2 separate regions of the Capsicum annuum genome follow, and region 1 is linked to region 2. A link is a contact called in public Hi-C data. All regions are on one chromosome and are shown on one strand. Each heading gives the region's core, a stretch centred on a gene start, on an enhancer-like site or on the middle of the called end of the contact. The rest is flanking DNA. Distances are from core to core; before and after follow the strand shown.

Evidence for each region. A called contact is a pair of places that touch in the nucleus more often than the background predicts.
Region 1: a contact with region 2 is called in a Hi-C map of leaf, with 2.8 times the contacts expected there. The contact joins two enhancer-like sites. A contact is called at or near these places in 2 of 5 Hi-C or Micro-C datasets (leaf and placenta).

What each region holds. Positions count from the first base shown.
Region 1 is chr4:178,552,887-178,560,498 of UCD10Xv1.1, forward strand. It overlaps LOC107867686 (PH, RCC1 and FYVE domains-containing protein 1-like), which reads right to left. Exons shown (of 9, transcript XM_016714037.2): 3 at 6,736-6,825; 4 at 6,522-6,608; 5 at 6,312-6,431; 6 at 3,329-5,437; 7 at 3,089-3,235; 8 at 2,328-2,863; 9 at 1,642-2,060. The coding sequence ends at 1,901. Among protein-coding and RNA genes, the nearest start is that of LOC107867686, 7.6 kb to the right of the region's middle. Within about 2 kb of position 1,740, at least 4 of the 5 cell types and tissues checked have an H3K27ac peak or open chromatin away from gene starts, as enhancers often do. A contact at or near this core is called in leaf, where this site is marked.
Region 2 is chr4:178,285,600-178,292,623 of UCD10Xv1.1, forward strand. No RefSeq gene overlaps it. Among protein-coding and RNA genes, the nearest start is that of LOC107869618, 16 kb to the left of the region's middle. Within about 2 kb of position 4,847, at least 5 of the 5 cell types and tissues checked have an H3K27ac peak or open chromatin away from gene starts, as enhancers often do. A contact at or near this core is called in leaf, where this site is marked.

The DNA of each region.
Region 1 (7,612 bases), core at 490-2,989, 260 kb after region 2:
AATTGGGTTCTTCATAATCAAAAGAACCAAGAACGAAATCATCAACGGAAATAGTTTGTTCTTGAGGATCTAACTGCCTAAGTCCTAAACTAAAGCTAGGATCAAATTCCATTACAAAATTTATACTTTACGGTATAACCAATTTCAAAAAAAAAAAAAGCAAATAAAGCAAAGATCTGACTTTGCAAATTATGAAAAAATACAAAAAAAAAAATCAACTTTCACAATGGTATTGACTAACAAAAGCGGATACTTTGATAAGTACCGACATGCAACAAAGAATAATTCGAATTCAAATTTGATTTGGTAAAGTTGAAAAAAAACTTAAAATTAAATGAAGAGGGTGAACTTTGTTTAGTTAATGGTTGATAACTGAAAAAATTTGAAACTCTCTTGATCACGTAAGCTTGATTCAAGGCGTAAATAAAGGAGTTGAGATAAGGAGCAAAAAACGAAAAACAATAATGAAGCAAAATACGGTATTTCTAAATTTAGGCGTGAAATATGGAGTTCAATAATGGAGAAAATATCGAACACAATATAGAGCAAAAGACCACGTATTTGGGATGTATAAGGGCAAAAGAGCAAAAGAACACAATTTAAGTAATTACTTTGAGATTTTTGTAAAAAAAAATTCCCAATATAAGATTTTATTTAATAAAGTAAAATTACCTTGTGTATATATGTAATTTTTGGTAAAAAATTTCCTAAAGCCATATCTCCTAAAGAATATTTTGACTGCTCTTTTTCTGTTCTTTTACTGAAGGGCTGATCTTTTCTCTTTGTTTATCTAATTTTCAATTAATTATAATTTAGACCACGAAGCCAAGAAAATAAGGAATTAAGGCCGAAAGTGATAAATTTATCTCACTTCCTTTAAAAATTCAGAAATAGCATACTTATCCCCTTAATTATGAGTTTCATAGCAACAGTTTCATAATTACATAATATAGCAAGTTGTATTTTGTATTTTTACAAACTGTTGCTACAAAAATACAAATACATATGATTTTTACTGCTCTTATGATCTATATGTATTTTGTATTTTTGCAAACTGCTGCTACAAAAATACAAATACATATGCTACAAAATGTAATTTGATTAAAGTATTGCTATTTTTTATAATTTAATACTCATGCTAATTTATGTATTTTTTTCCTTTTAAGAACATAAATGAGTAAACTTTAAATGCCTAAATCCACTGGCTGCAGCACATCAAAATTTCGACCACGTTCGTAGCTCCAAACTCATGTTGAAGCTTAAAAAAAAAATTAACTTGCTAATCATCAAACGTTAAATACGAGACAATTTGCTAAGAAAGAATGTCGCTAGCCAAAAACTATAAACGGGGATGATTTGTCAAGAAACCAATGATACTTCTCAACGAGAAATTTCCTCTCTTATGTTTCCACAACTCATTCGAAAAGATGAAGGAAATCATCATGCCAAAATTCATTTTCATCAGCTGGCTCTTTAGCTTTGTATATTATTAGGATTTCTTCATTTCTTCATCTTTAGCCCGACTACATAGCGACGAACAACCTATCCGTTACACCACATCATTTGGCTATGCTACTAGAATCAGTTTAGGCTTAAGTGAGAAACAGAAACAAAAATAAAGGGACAAGAATGCGGGTCCTGTTGGGCAACAAATATAATTGATTGATACTATTATATACACTACAATACAGCAACAAATAAGTTAAATGGTGAACCCCCTAAGAAATAAGACTGAACCAAAAAGTAACATAAAAAGTGGCTGAGGAATTTGTGGAATAGGGTGAGAACGGAAGTGAAGGGTCTGGCTCTCTCCCCCCCACCCCCAATAATTTGACTAGCATACCGCACAAGTATTAAAAACGTAGAGAAAAACAGCTAAAACAGTCCTATTAATGAAATTCTAAATCTGGGAAGATGGAGAGAGGGCCCCTTCAGACCTCCGAGCAGCATGGCCTGTAACTGACGACTTGTCAGAACCACGAACATTATATCTCTCGTAAACTTTTTCACGGTTCTCCGACCACCAAGTCTCAGCTTGGTGCTCCCCGAATCTTCTGCGACTGCGGATTGAATTACAACAGAACCAACTATTATGTCAGAATCATTGGAAGCAATGTTATCTAAAGCACAAAACAGATTAATCAAAAATAGGTAACACTAGCCAATTTACCAAGATAAAAAATTTGAATATTATAAAGGTGGATTGATTATTCTCCACTGGTGTTGTTCCTGATATAGAAGATTTTGTTGTGTATGGACCATGATACTGTGGTAGATCATTAGTAAGTTGAGAAAAATCACTCGAGCCAAGTGATCAAGACAATTACCTGAAGCGAACTCGTTTGAGATCTCTAGTGCCATCTCGAAGAGCCATTAGGGTAATATACACTCCAGGCTCGTATTGTTCAATCCATTCAGCCTCAATTTGATTAGGGTTACCAGAAGGCAGAGAATTTCTTGATTTCAATCCGTTTCCATTGTCTTGTAAAGATTCAGCGTCTTCATTATCGATGGCTTGAGACGCACTATTCATGCTCACCTGTGCCCCGCTACCATTAGGCAGTCTAACTTCAGCTCGATCATCTGTACAATTGGAGGTCAGAATTTGATTGTTTGCACTAGCTTCAATGCTACTGGAATCCCTTTGGTATCTGCTGGGGCTTTGCATTCCATATGTATTAAAGTCCATGCTGGTTTGAGAGGCCATGTAAGAGCTAGTGACAGAATCAGATCTCGAATGGCGTTCCCCATTAGCATCAGGATAGTGAATGCCATTTGCATCCAACCCATTCGGTAGGTAAGCTAGTTTCAGGCTCTCCATGTCATAAGCCCCAGGTGGCAACCTTTCAGCCATGTCTTTGAGCTGTAAAAAAGAGCAAATTATAGGGCAACACACCTTCATATTCAGCAAAACAACAAGGTCCAAAAAGATATTTCTAGTCAGTAAGCAATAGACCACCTAAATAAATTTGACCAACATTGTATTTCAATTTGACAAAGCTTTGCAAACAATAATATATACCCACACATATATAGAGAGAGAGGGAGAGTATGTCTGTTGTGAATGTGTTCGTGTGTATGAGCATACCTGTGCCATCAGAGACTTCATAGCTTCTTTTGCAGCTTTGCTTTTGGCAGATTCCTCGGCTGCCAAAGCCATTGCTTCCTGGGCTTTTTTTGTTGATTTCTGCAGCTCCAACTCCTGAAGCTCACAACGATGTCTCAGGTTCTCGACCTAAGTCAACATAAATCACATCAGTTACAAGGAACTAGGAAATAGTATATAACTTGAGCAAAATGTAAAGCACAAATGGGAAAACTTTAATACCTGAGCCCGCAATTTATGAACTTCCTGATTTAAAAGCTCATTGGTTTTCTTCAAACTGTCAGCAATGCTTTTGGAGAATGAAAGTCCTGCTGTGGTAGGCACTGGTGTTGCTGAGCGTGGTGGGCTTGGCTTCCTAGAGAAAGGTGATACAGATCTGGAACTAACACCCGATTGGATCACAACGGGTTTTGGTACTGCCCAGCGCAGATCACCAGTGGTCGACAAAACTACATCTTTCAGCTGTAACAAAGGAGCTTGCGAGGAACGACCCAAGGAAAATGTCTCAGCTTTTTTTCCTTGTTTGACTGCTTTACTATCTAGCTGCTTGATCAAATCAAGATTGGGTGGCATTCCTGATTTCGCTGATCGTATATCAGCCTTGTCCAGCCTGTCCTTGTTCTCACCAGAAAGCCGAGGTCCGGCACTTCTCCTGTTATTGATTCCAATCTCAGCAACCTTACTCAGTTTTGTGAAACAAGAATCACAGACACGATACGGTTTGTTTGGATTTGGGGCCAATGCTGCCCTTATTGCTTTTCTTGAAGTACATGAATGGCAATGCACAAGGCCGCAGTTGTAGCAATTGTGTCTTTTCCTTGTGAAGCCAAAAGCCTGTCTACAGGCTGAACATTGGGACTGTTCAGCACCAGAAACCCATTTGTGAAGACATATCGCAGCAGTGTAATTAGAACCACAAGCAATATATTTCACATGTCTGTCCTTCAAAGCTTCAACTAAAGTGGGGGCTTTCCGGTCCTCTACATCCCCATGACCTAATCTCCCATTGGCTCCCTTACCCCATGTATAAACCTCATTTTTGGATGTCAAAACAGCCACATGGTATGAACCAGAAGCAATATCTTCAACGATTTCCCCCGAAAGTTTGTCTTCTACCAGGCAAGGCAACTTGCCATCAGAATAAGGATTTCCAAGTTGTCCATAGACAGTACTTCCCATTGTAAAAACATGACCAGATGTGGTCAAGCAGACAGTTAAACTATGCCCACAAGAAATTTTGTGAAAATTGTAATCAATAAGTGCAGGTACACAAGTAGGTTCCAATCGAGGTTCTTTATCACCATGTCCAAGACGATTTTTATCTCCATCTCCCCAAGTAAATAATTTTCCAGATGAAACACTAGCACTAGATTGTGTCACAATAACTTCAACTACAGCAGCAGTATGCCATACCCCACATGCAGCAGCAATCGTCCTCAGACCTGACAGAGACTTCACCTCCCTGGGGAACAATACATTTTCCCTATCACCATGGCCTAAAACACCAAATGTTCCATCCCCAAATGTGAAGAGCTGCCCATTTGATGTTATTAAAGCAGTATGCCATGGACCACATGTTACTGATGCAACTTGAAGTCCTTCCAGAGGGCCTGATATTCTCTTTGGTATCCAGTGGCTGACGTCAGTGCCATTACCTAGAAGCCCAGCATTGTGTGTGCCATCCCCCCAAGTATATAATTCACCAGCCATTGTAACAGCACAGGTGTGAAACTCACCACATGCAACAAAGTCGATGCTGCAGAAGGACAGTGATTCAACAAACCGAGGTTGAGTGACATCTTTCCCAACACCATGGCCAAGCCGGCCACCAGATTCTTCACCCCATGTAAATATTTCACCTTGCCTGGTGACAAGGGCAGCATGCTTGACCCCACAAGCTATATGATGAACATCCAAAACTACACTAGATTCCAGTGGTCTTGGAACAAGCACGTCTGCCCTTGTGCTCATCGTACTGGAATTTTTTTCAGGTCCAACCTTGACAATATTATCACATATTACCTCACCCCAAATATAAACATCACCCAAAGCATCACAATCATCTGGTGCAGAACCATGACTAGAAGTACTGGGGGCACTGGAGACACTAACTCGGAACACGTCTGAAGCTGATCCTTTGGCTTGAATGTTCTGCATATTTGCTTGATCCAAAGCTACATGTGACCTTTCAGACTGCACAAAGTTACAAGGCTGATAGCTCTTAGGCGAAGTATTAGGGTTGGAACTTAAGGAAGCGTCTGGAGAGCTAATTTCTTTTGTAGCACTAACAGAACTAGAACTTGGACTATTTGATGTCAAATCTCGACTATCCTGCAAAAATTGTTCAGTTAGAGGAGTGACATTAGAAATTTGATATTACTTGCATGTCTACTGCATCCCAAAACGAAGTACTAAAACAAAAAACAATTTTAAGATTAAAAGAGACTGAAATCTTTTCTCTTTTTTTTTCTGTAGTGAAGGGAGGGGGCAGAGAATGTGAGGACCAATCTCTGATGAGATCAAATCAATTCAAGCCATGAATTAATGCAAATCCAAATGAAACACATTCCTCGTCAGAATTACAAATATCAAATTCAGACTATCCAAACAAATATTATCTTTCACCTTTCCCCTGAAAATACAATCCATCTGTCAAGTGTCACTTCATAGATATTATTATAATTTTATTCCGACACATACCATGCCGAAGACATCATCACAAGCTAGCATAAACATCAAACCACAGAAATAGATAAATATAACCAGTCACCAGTCAGTCTGCAAGATAAACCAAAATGGGGACTAGAGAATGGCATTCATCACTACCAGGCAATCAGTAGAGAGCTGCTATTATCTTGTAATTTTTATACACATGATCAGCTATTTGGCAGATTCTAAAAGGACCACCGCGTTATAAATGACAGATTTTCCAAACAACAAAGAAAAAGGAAGTGATTAACATTCTGCAACTAGTGTTATTCAAAACTGGAAGATGCCATCCTAAGATAGTGACAATAGTACCAGAATGGAAATATTATTTGCAATTCAAATTAAATCTCCAATCAAGACCATGCACAGGCAAATGATTCCAAGTCAATTAAGAATTGTGATTTCTCAATACTCAATCCTTTAGCATACACATTAAATAAGTAGGATAAACCAGTCTTAAATTGAAACAAAGAAGTTGTTAGGTAGGTAGCGTTACATCAAAGTAGAGGCCTCCATCACTCCAACCGTCAACCTTTGAGCGCCCACCTTGTCCAGAAGATATCAAAGCTTTTAGGCCAGTGATCCAGAACTCCGCCTCAACCTTGTCCTTACAGATCTGGAACAACAGGATACATGTTAACTCAATGAAAACCAGAGAAAAAACTACAAAGTCACGTGGTAGGGAAACTTGGTCTATATAACTAACCAGATCAAGCGATCTTTTTCCGTAATTGTAAATGAGAGAGAAGGACAAGTAATCCTTTTCAGGACGAAGATATCGTCGAAAAACAGCCTGGAAGTTCAAAAGCACAGGTAAAACTTAAGGAGCTAATCCCACTTATAGAAAATTTTAAGGTTGTTATGAGAGGTATTCATCATAAATTCAAAGCGGAGTTTGGTAGAGAAGAAGATGATCTCACAGTTCTTTGCCCAGGAATGATTCTAGACACTGAAGCTAACTTTAAACTCTTTTCACCGCTGCTAGAGATCCAAACTAAAGATAATTCATCCTGAAAATTTTCCATAAAGACCAACATGAGCAGTGTGTTGTCAAAGAAAAATATCATAGAGAAGCACCAAAATCTGCCTTCGGAAAAGCACAATTGAAGACACATTTTAGTTGGAAAAATGAAAGTTCCAGAGGAACAACTCATGATGCCACCACTGGAAATGTAACCGAAGTAAACAAATCATCAAGCCTATATTGCACTTAACTTCAGGGCTTCAATAAAAATAATTTCTGATTGTGCACAAAAGTTGCTGCATTTTGTCACCAATGTTGAGTATCCAAAACAAACTATAAAAGATTCATATGAAGTTCCTCACAGAAAGGGACCTTTTTACGTATATCAACCCTTGTCACTTCATAGACTAAAAAAGTCTCAACAAACGATGGATGGAAGTTGCAGCCGAAGAATGAAAAGATAATTGGTTTAACATGAAAGGGGAAAAGCTACCCACCATTTAATCTTTTTCTTTCTTCAAGTAAAATATGACCAAGGTCACCATACTATACAGGATCAAGAAGATCTTGAAATAAATTAGGAGAGAGAACAGATGATTATGATGTAAAAGAGATGATTATGATGTAATCCTTTTTTTAATTATTTGATGATAAACCATTTTGTTTGGGCCAGCTTACGCCTTATGCGCACCTTGACCAATTCCACGGGATCCTTGCTATCTCCCACCAACAGATACGTTGTAATCTGTCCGCTAATGCTTGGATAGATGGGGAGAAGTCTATGTTGCTTGGACTCTTCAAATATGTTAATAGGTGCGTGTCGGATTCACTAA
Region 2 (7,024 bases), core at 3,597-6,096:
CAAGCAGGTCAACACCTTTACATAAGCATGATTCTCATTCAAAGCACCACAATTAGAAATGATAAAGAAGATACACATTTATGTACAAAAGCTGAAGAAATAATTATTCAGCAAGAACTTTAACTGCAAATCCTATAATTCATATGTAGTTAATTAAAGTACCCTACTAAAGAAGGAACAAACAAATTCCTGATAAGAACTAACACAAAATCCGTCAAATAAGTGAAAAAAAAAAAGTTATTTCAAAATCAAAAGCATATCATAAATCATCTAGTGAAATCCTTACTTACCAATTGAGCTACTTATGAAGTTGTTTTACCATCATTAATGTATTATTAGAGAAACTGGATGCACTAGCAATTGATGAGCAAACTAAGAAAACAAAGAACTCATGGAGGGACAACCAAGGTATCAGTCAATTTGACTATGCATTCTGCACTTTGGTCAAGACAATAGTTTACTGTTTCTTGCTTAACCAATTAATTTGGGTTTTGATTCGATGCTGTCTTTTAAGATTACTTCGCTTATAACTTAACTATTCTTTCCCACTATTACTTGTATACTAATACGCAAATTAAATTAATATCTTAAATTTTGTCTAAATAAAGGGTGTCACATAAAATTAGAGAGCTTGAATGTTATGTATAATATCTCCCAAACTTGTTTCTTCTACTTTTTGCTCTTTATCTCTAACTTTTCGGTCTTAATTGATAAGAAAGTGGAGGATCAAGTAATGATTTCACGAATTCAATATAATTAAATGTTTTAAGGTTGAACCCTATATATGTACACAAAAACAAGTGTTACAAAGTTGAACTCTACTATATAAACACAAACACAAGCATGCTAAGGTAGAATTTCATACCTAACATTCGCAAATAGATTAACATGTTGCCAAGAAAAGTACAATCAATGCATGTTAAAGTGAAGACATTTATTAAATTGAGCTCATATTATTTATAGTTATTTAAATTAAGATAAGATAGCTTTTTTGGTGGTCTTGAGAAATCTCACACTCTAAGAGAATTTTTTTCCTACAAATTTACTTGTCACCTCACCAAGAACAATGTAGTCCACGCCACGTAACAAATAAATATAATGTTGATAGCTTCTCTAAAGCAATAAACTATATAAAGAATAAAAGATTCCAGTGGATTAACTGTCATGCCAATAGAAAGTACAAAAGCTAACACGAAACAAGTTTCTAGCACGAGCCTTCACCCTACTTGGCCATTTCTGCTCGTTTTGCGACGTTAATTTTTTTGGTTCCTTGTTGTTCTTACGTATCCATCAGTATCACCAAACCAATGTCTCACTTATATATTTATCTTTGAATTTCAATATTAATAATTTTGCGAAAAAACATTTTCAAGTTAATCAAAAGATAGACAAATTAATAGCAAAGTTACTATCAACTAAAATTAAAGTTTTATCATCAATAACTAAGATTTTAATTAAAAAAATTAATACTTAAGGAGATAATAAGTTAACTTAAAAGCAACGACTACTTACAATTTTTAATAGCATCATATACTCATTACGACAGAACCAAACAGGGGCGTCTCAATATAATTATTGGCCTAAAATCAAATTTTAATAAAGAACTTAAATATATACACATACATACAAAAATAATATTGTAATAATTTAAAATTATCTTTTTTTATTCTTGCATATTAGTTATTTTTGGTGTAGTATTTTTTAAAGATGTATAACATTTAACTTTACATATTAATATTATTATTAATAAAAATAAGGATTAATTCTAGTGAATAAAATGTTAGACATTTATATGCAATAATACATTAACTTGGATGTTAGTGTTATAACTTTATTTATTGCATGAAATTTGAGTTGTTTAATTCAAAGTTCTAAAATATTTTTGATAAAAATTAGATAATTTTTTTTTCTTTATTATTTTTTTCAGACGTATTTCACAATCTTCATGATTATTTTAAGTGAAGTTGATAATCATAAATTTAAAATTAAAATTTTGGGGAAAGGACAAAAGTGATCTGTCGGCCGAAAATATTCCTCCAAAAACGGCCCATGAATTTCAAAGTTCATATTATAGCCATTGGGTTGATGCATGTCCTTTTATTTTTTATTTGTTTCTTTTTTTTTTTCCATTCTTCTTCGTTCTTCTTTCTTTTTTGTTTGTCACTGCTTCATCCTTTTTTTCCTCTTTGTTTAAAAAATGATAAATCTATTTTTTATTAATTCTACCAAAAAAATACAATCAACAATTATATAAATTGTATAATTTTTTTATTTCTTAAATACAATTAAAAAAGAATGTATAAATGAATATACATACATATTTTATAAAATAATAATACATATACTTATTTTATACAACAATGATATAATTTTTATACACATCTTATACCAATACATATTCTATACAATACAATTTCTATATATTATATATGAAATACATATTCTATACAATAATTATACAATTTGTAGCACATTTTACACACCTGTAGCCATAATTATTTAGATACATATTTTATATAATAATTATACACTTTTTATACACATATATATTATATACAATAATTATACACTTTTTATATATATTTTATACAACATTTATCTACAGTAATTATTCAAATACATATTCTATAAAATAATTATACAATTTTATACAACCTTTAGCTACATTTATTATTTAGATATATTTTATACAATGACTATATAGTTTCTATACACATTCTATACTATTTCTATATTTTATGTAGATATGCATGTTATAGAACAATTAAACAATTTATATACAATAGTATTTAATTATTTTTAGAAAAAACAGATATTTTTTGTCCCAAAAAGTAGCAAAAAATAATTTTTTTAAAAAAAACTGAATAAAGGCCCGAATTGGGTCATATAAAAAATGATCAATAAGTAAAATTTAAATGGGTCAAGTGTTCTAATTTGTCCAAAAACTCAAATGAGTCATTTGTTTTGAAAAGGGTAATATAGTATCCTTTCTCTAAAAAATTGTTAGGCATCAAAATTAAAGGCTTAAAGCAAACGTTTTACTATCCTTACCCTTGAGCCACTATGGAAACAAAGATCATGGATGTCTCTTCATCCTTCTCCTTATGCACGTTGTTTACACCATGAAAATCAATATAAGCTACTTTTTATCCTTTACATAAATTACATCCTCTCTCTTAAGAAAACACATAGAATCAAGACTAGTAACTTCAGGATCACGAAGAGAAACTAGAATATGAGTAAAGAAACATTTTCCATTGCTCATATCAGGTCGATTTATGACAAAATAATTATAGCTTTTGTTATGCTATTTTTTTCTCCTTCAATATCTTATACTTCTGATGTTCTATTACTAAACAGTCTGTAACTATATGCTCTTTTATTTATTTTTTCACACGATTAATGACCTCCAAAATAGTAGCGTCGTAAGTATGTTTTCATGGACCTATCTTTAAAGTTTTTCATTACCTGTAAAGAGAAAAATAAAAAATAGTTAGTACTCTTCTAATTCAAAAAGAATAATAATTAAAATTACTCAAAATATTTGTTCCATGTTAGGATGTTTGGAATTTTTTATTGATAAAAATTTTCACTTTCAAGTCACTAATTCACATGTCCATCACAAAACCTATGGCTTTCAAATCAAACAATTCAACAAATTTAATAAAGCAAATAAGTAGAGGCGTCGCATATCCATCGCAAAACCTATGACTTTCAAAACCTTCTACATAAAATAATCTCACCTTAACACTACATTTAAAGACTTTACTATAAGAAAATAGAGAGAAATCAACTTATCTTTGCTTGACCAAAATTGAAGAGAAAGAGACAAATGATCATCGAAAATAGCAAAGCAATCCTTTTTCCCTAATTCGAATTCTGTTAAAAAGCAACACAAAATCATTTGCTAACAAAGCATATCTTAATTTTTCAAATTAATTGTTATAAAACTTAGTAATTGAAGTTGACTTAAAATTCAAATTAATAGTAATTCTATTAAAGACAACTGCAAAATTTGGCATTAATCAAATTGTGTATGGGATGGGAGCTCTAGCCACTTAACACTACATCAACATTATAAAAGTTGACCAAAATATAGAAAACTCGCCTCAAAGCAACAACGTCTATTTATGTCCCAAATGATGCATAAATTCATTGTTATCTTTCAAAGACCAATAAAATAAATTCAAACCAGGAAGCTTCTTCAAATTTCCTAGTGTTTCTACCTAATCAATTGGCATAAATCTGATGCTATCGTAAAACACTAATCATAGTATCATTTTTAGGAATCAACTTCTTCTTCACCATCACAAAAATAAACACAAACCTTCCACAGACAAACCAAACTTTGCACACTCAGAAATCAAACAAGTCCAACAAACAACATCCTTCTCAGGCATTTCATCAAACACTTTACGTTGCGCACACCATAACTCTTTCAATCTCCTTGCTAAATCCCAATTTCACAACAAGAGTATGAACAACAACAAACTTTAAGCATAAATGAAAAAGTCAATCCATTAGGCAAAATGCACCAAATCTTAACTTGTTGAATACTAAGAATGCATTAGTGAACTTTTCTTCTTCACTTACTACAAATAATAGCGTTAAAGGGGAAAATGTTGGGGGGTTTTAACAGATAAAAAAGTATACGAAGGGAAAATTTATATTACAAACTTAGCGTCGAACTGGATTTGCAGGGACCGAAAATTTGCACTAAAATGCTTTCACAGAATTTGCAGGGATTGGAAATTTATGTTAAAATATTGGATTCTCTGGATCTATTTCATCGGTGTTGTTTCCATCGGTGAGAGGTGTTTGAGAGTGAGGTGAGAGTTGTATGGGCTTCTAAGATAATTAAGAAGAAAAAAAGGATAATTAAGATGGGCTAGGTCGGATTATGATTGGATTGGGTCGGGTATTACAGAATTTTTAAAAAAAAGACCACAAGTGGTCGGGTATTAAATTTTTTTTTATTACCTCTAAAGAAAAAAATAGAAAATAGTTAGTACTCTTCTAATTCAAAAAGAATTATAATTTAAAATTACTCAAAGTATATGTTTCAGATTAGAATGTTGGATTTTTTTAATTGGTGAAGATTTCTCTAGGAAACAGATCTATATCATAATATATGTCATCGCGACAGTATAAACTCGAACACCCTTTGTTAAGATATTTATAGACATGCAATGTAGTCGTATCATTACTTTCATGATAAATTATATCATTACAGGTAATACATTTTGTTCGAATAGCACTGAATACAATTGCATGAGAACTGTTAAAAAAATAAGAATTAATTAACAATCTTTTTCAAATAATTTTTTTCAATGTAAATAGAATTAAAAAACAAAGGAACATATCAAAAATCTTTAAGATAATCCAATTGGGGAGTGAAAAAGTGTAGAACGACTTTGAATTGGGATAGTTATATTTCATCATTTCCAACAAATCTTTTTTTAATTGGTAAACTGATTAAGGTAAAGACAATTCCTCCATAAGTGTAAGTTCATTGTGCACCTCAATTATTTTTCTTTTGTAAATTCTATAGCATCCATAATCATCATTGGAGATTGTGCTTTACTTTGCTTTGAACGTTTGTCTCTTGAAATCTCTGATTTGAACATTTATGTCTTTGAATCTCTGAGTCACGATGTTGTAGATAGTGGAATTGAATTTAGTGTTTGAATAACGATGCTATAGGCAGAGTCCCCAAATGAATTAGGGTTTGTAATTTCTATTTTTACATTTACTTACACTATATAATAAGTGAAGGTTCATTGAGACGACAAAGGGCATTTTTGTTAATATAACCTAAATTGAGGCTGTTTTTTCTATCAAAAAATCTGTATGTGTGTGCTGATCAGAGATATACGTAGTCTGTACTTTTTATTTTTTCCGAGAAATGTGTACATTTTCAGCTTCATCCGTCTCATTTTTCATTTCTCCCTACGTCATTCCTCTTTCTCTGCTTTCTGATGAGTTCTTTCTTCTTTGTGTTTTCGTTTATATTTAGTTTGTTTGATTATAATAATTGAACCATAACGAATTTCATAACTACCTACAGTTTCCATAATTGAAAAGTAAGAATAGAAAACAACAGAATCCATTTTTGGGTGCTTCGATTAGAGATAGGTTAGATGATGGAGGAAGAAAGAAAAACAGAGATTAGATAGATTTTGTCAGTAGTCAAACAATGAGGATTAAATGTGTTGGCTTTTTTTCTGTTTTTTCTTTTTATTCCATGTAATGTATTTTTTTTTTTACTTTTTATTTTTATATATATAAAACTAGTATATGGGCCCGCGCACATTATTTCAAGAAAAAGGGTAAATAAGTTTCTTTGGTAATTTTTTAGCTTCATTCACTAATCTGGTAATTTTACTTTTTGTTCTTTTTCTCCTTGAAGGAATTTTTCGGTCGTTTCTGAATTCCCTTGGGTGTTTGTCTAATTTTTTTTGTTTTAGCAATTATTTTTTATCCAAACATGCATGGTTGGAAATAGATCCCTGGTACATGTAATAATCATATACTATTATTTTGAATTACTAATCTTTGATGTCTTTTTGACCTTTGGTACTAATTCATTATTGCAAATCAAATGATTTGTGCAAAATTTTATAACTAAAACTTATACAAATACACAACTTATGTTTTCAATATTACAAAAAATTTCAACTCCCTAAACATATTACAAAAATTCTAACATATACACCGAATGTTATGTATATGTCGGCTATGTTATGTATATTAATAGGGAGAGAGTAAAGTAATTAAAAAAGCGGAAGAGAGTGTAATTACTTCCAAAAAGGTTGGTATTTATGTTATTTATACATTTATAATGTTAAGCTTGATGTTGGAAGATTCAGTATTTGCTTATTTATATTTTTTAGTTGTTGATACCATACTATATTTGTAAATATATTTTTATGGTGTTCATTCATCTTATTTATAATTTGTTGACGATTTCCATTTTGATAACTATTTCTTTTTTGATATTTTTTCTTATTTTTATCCTTTGATA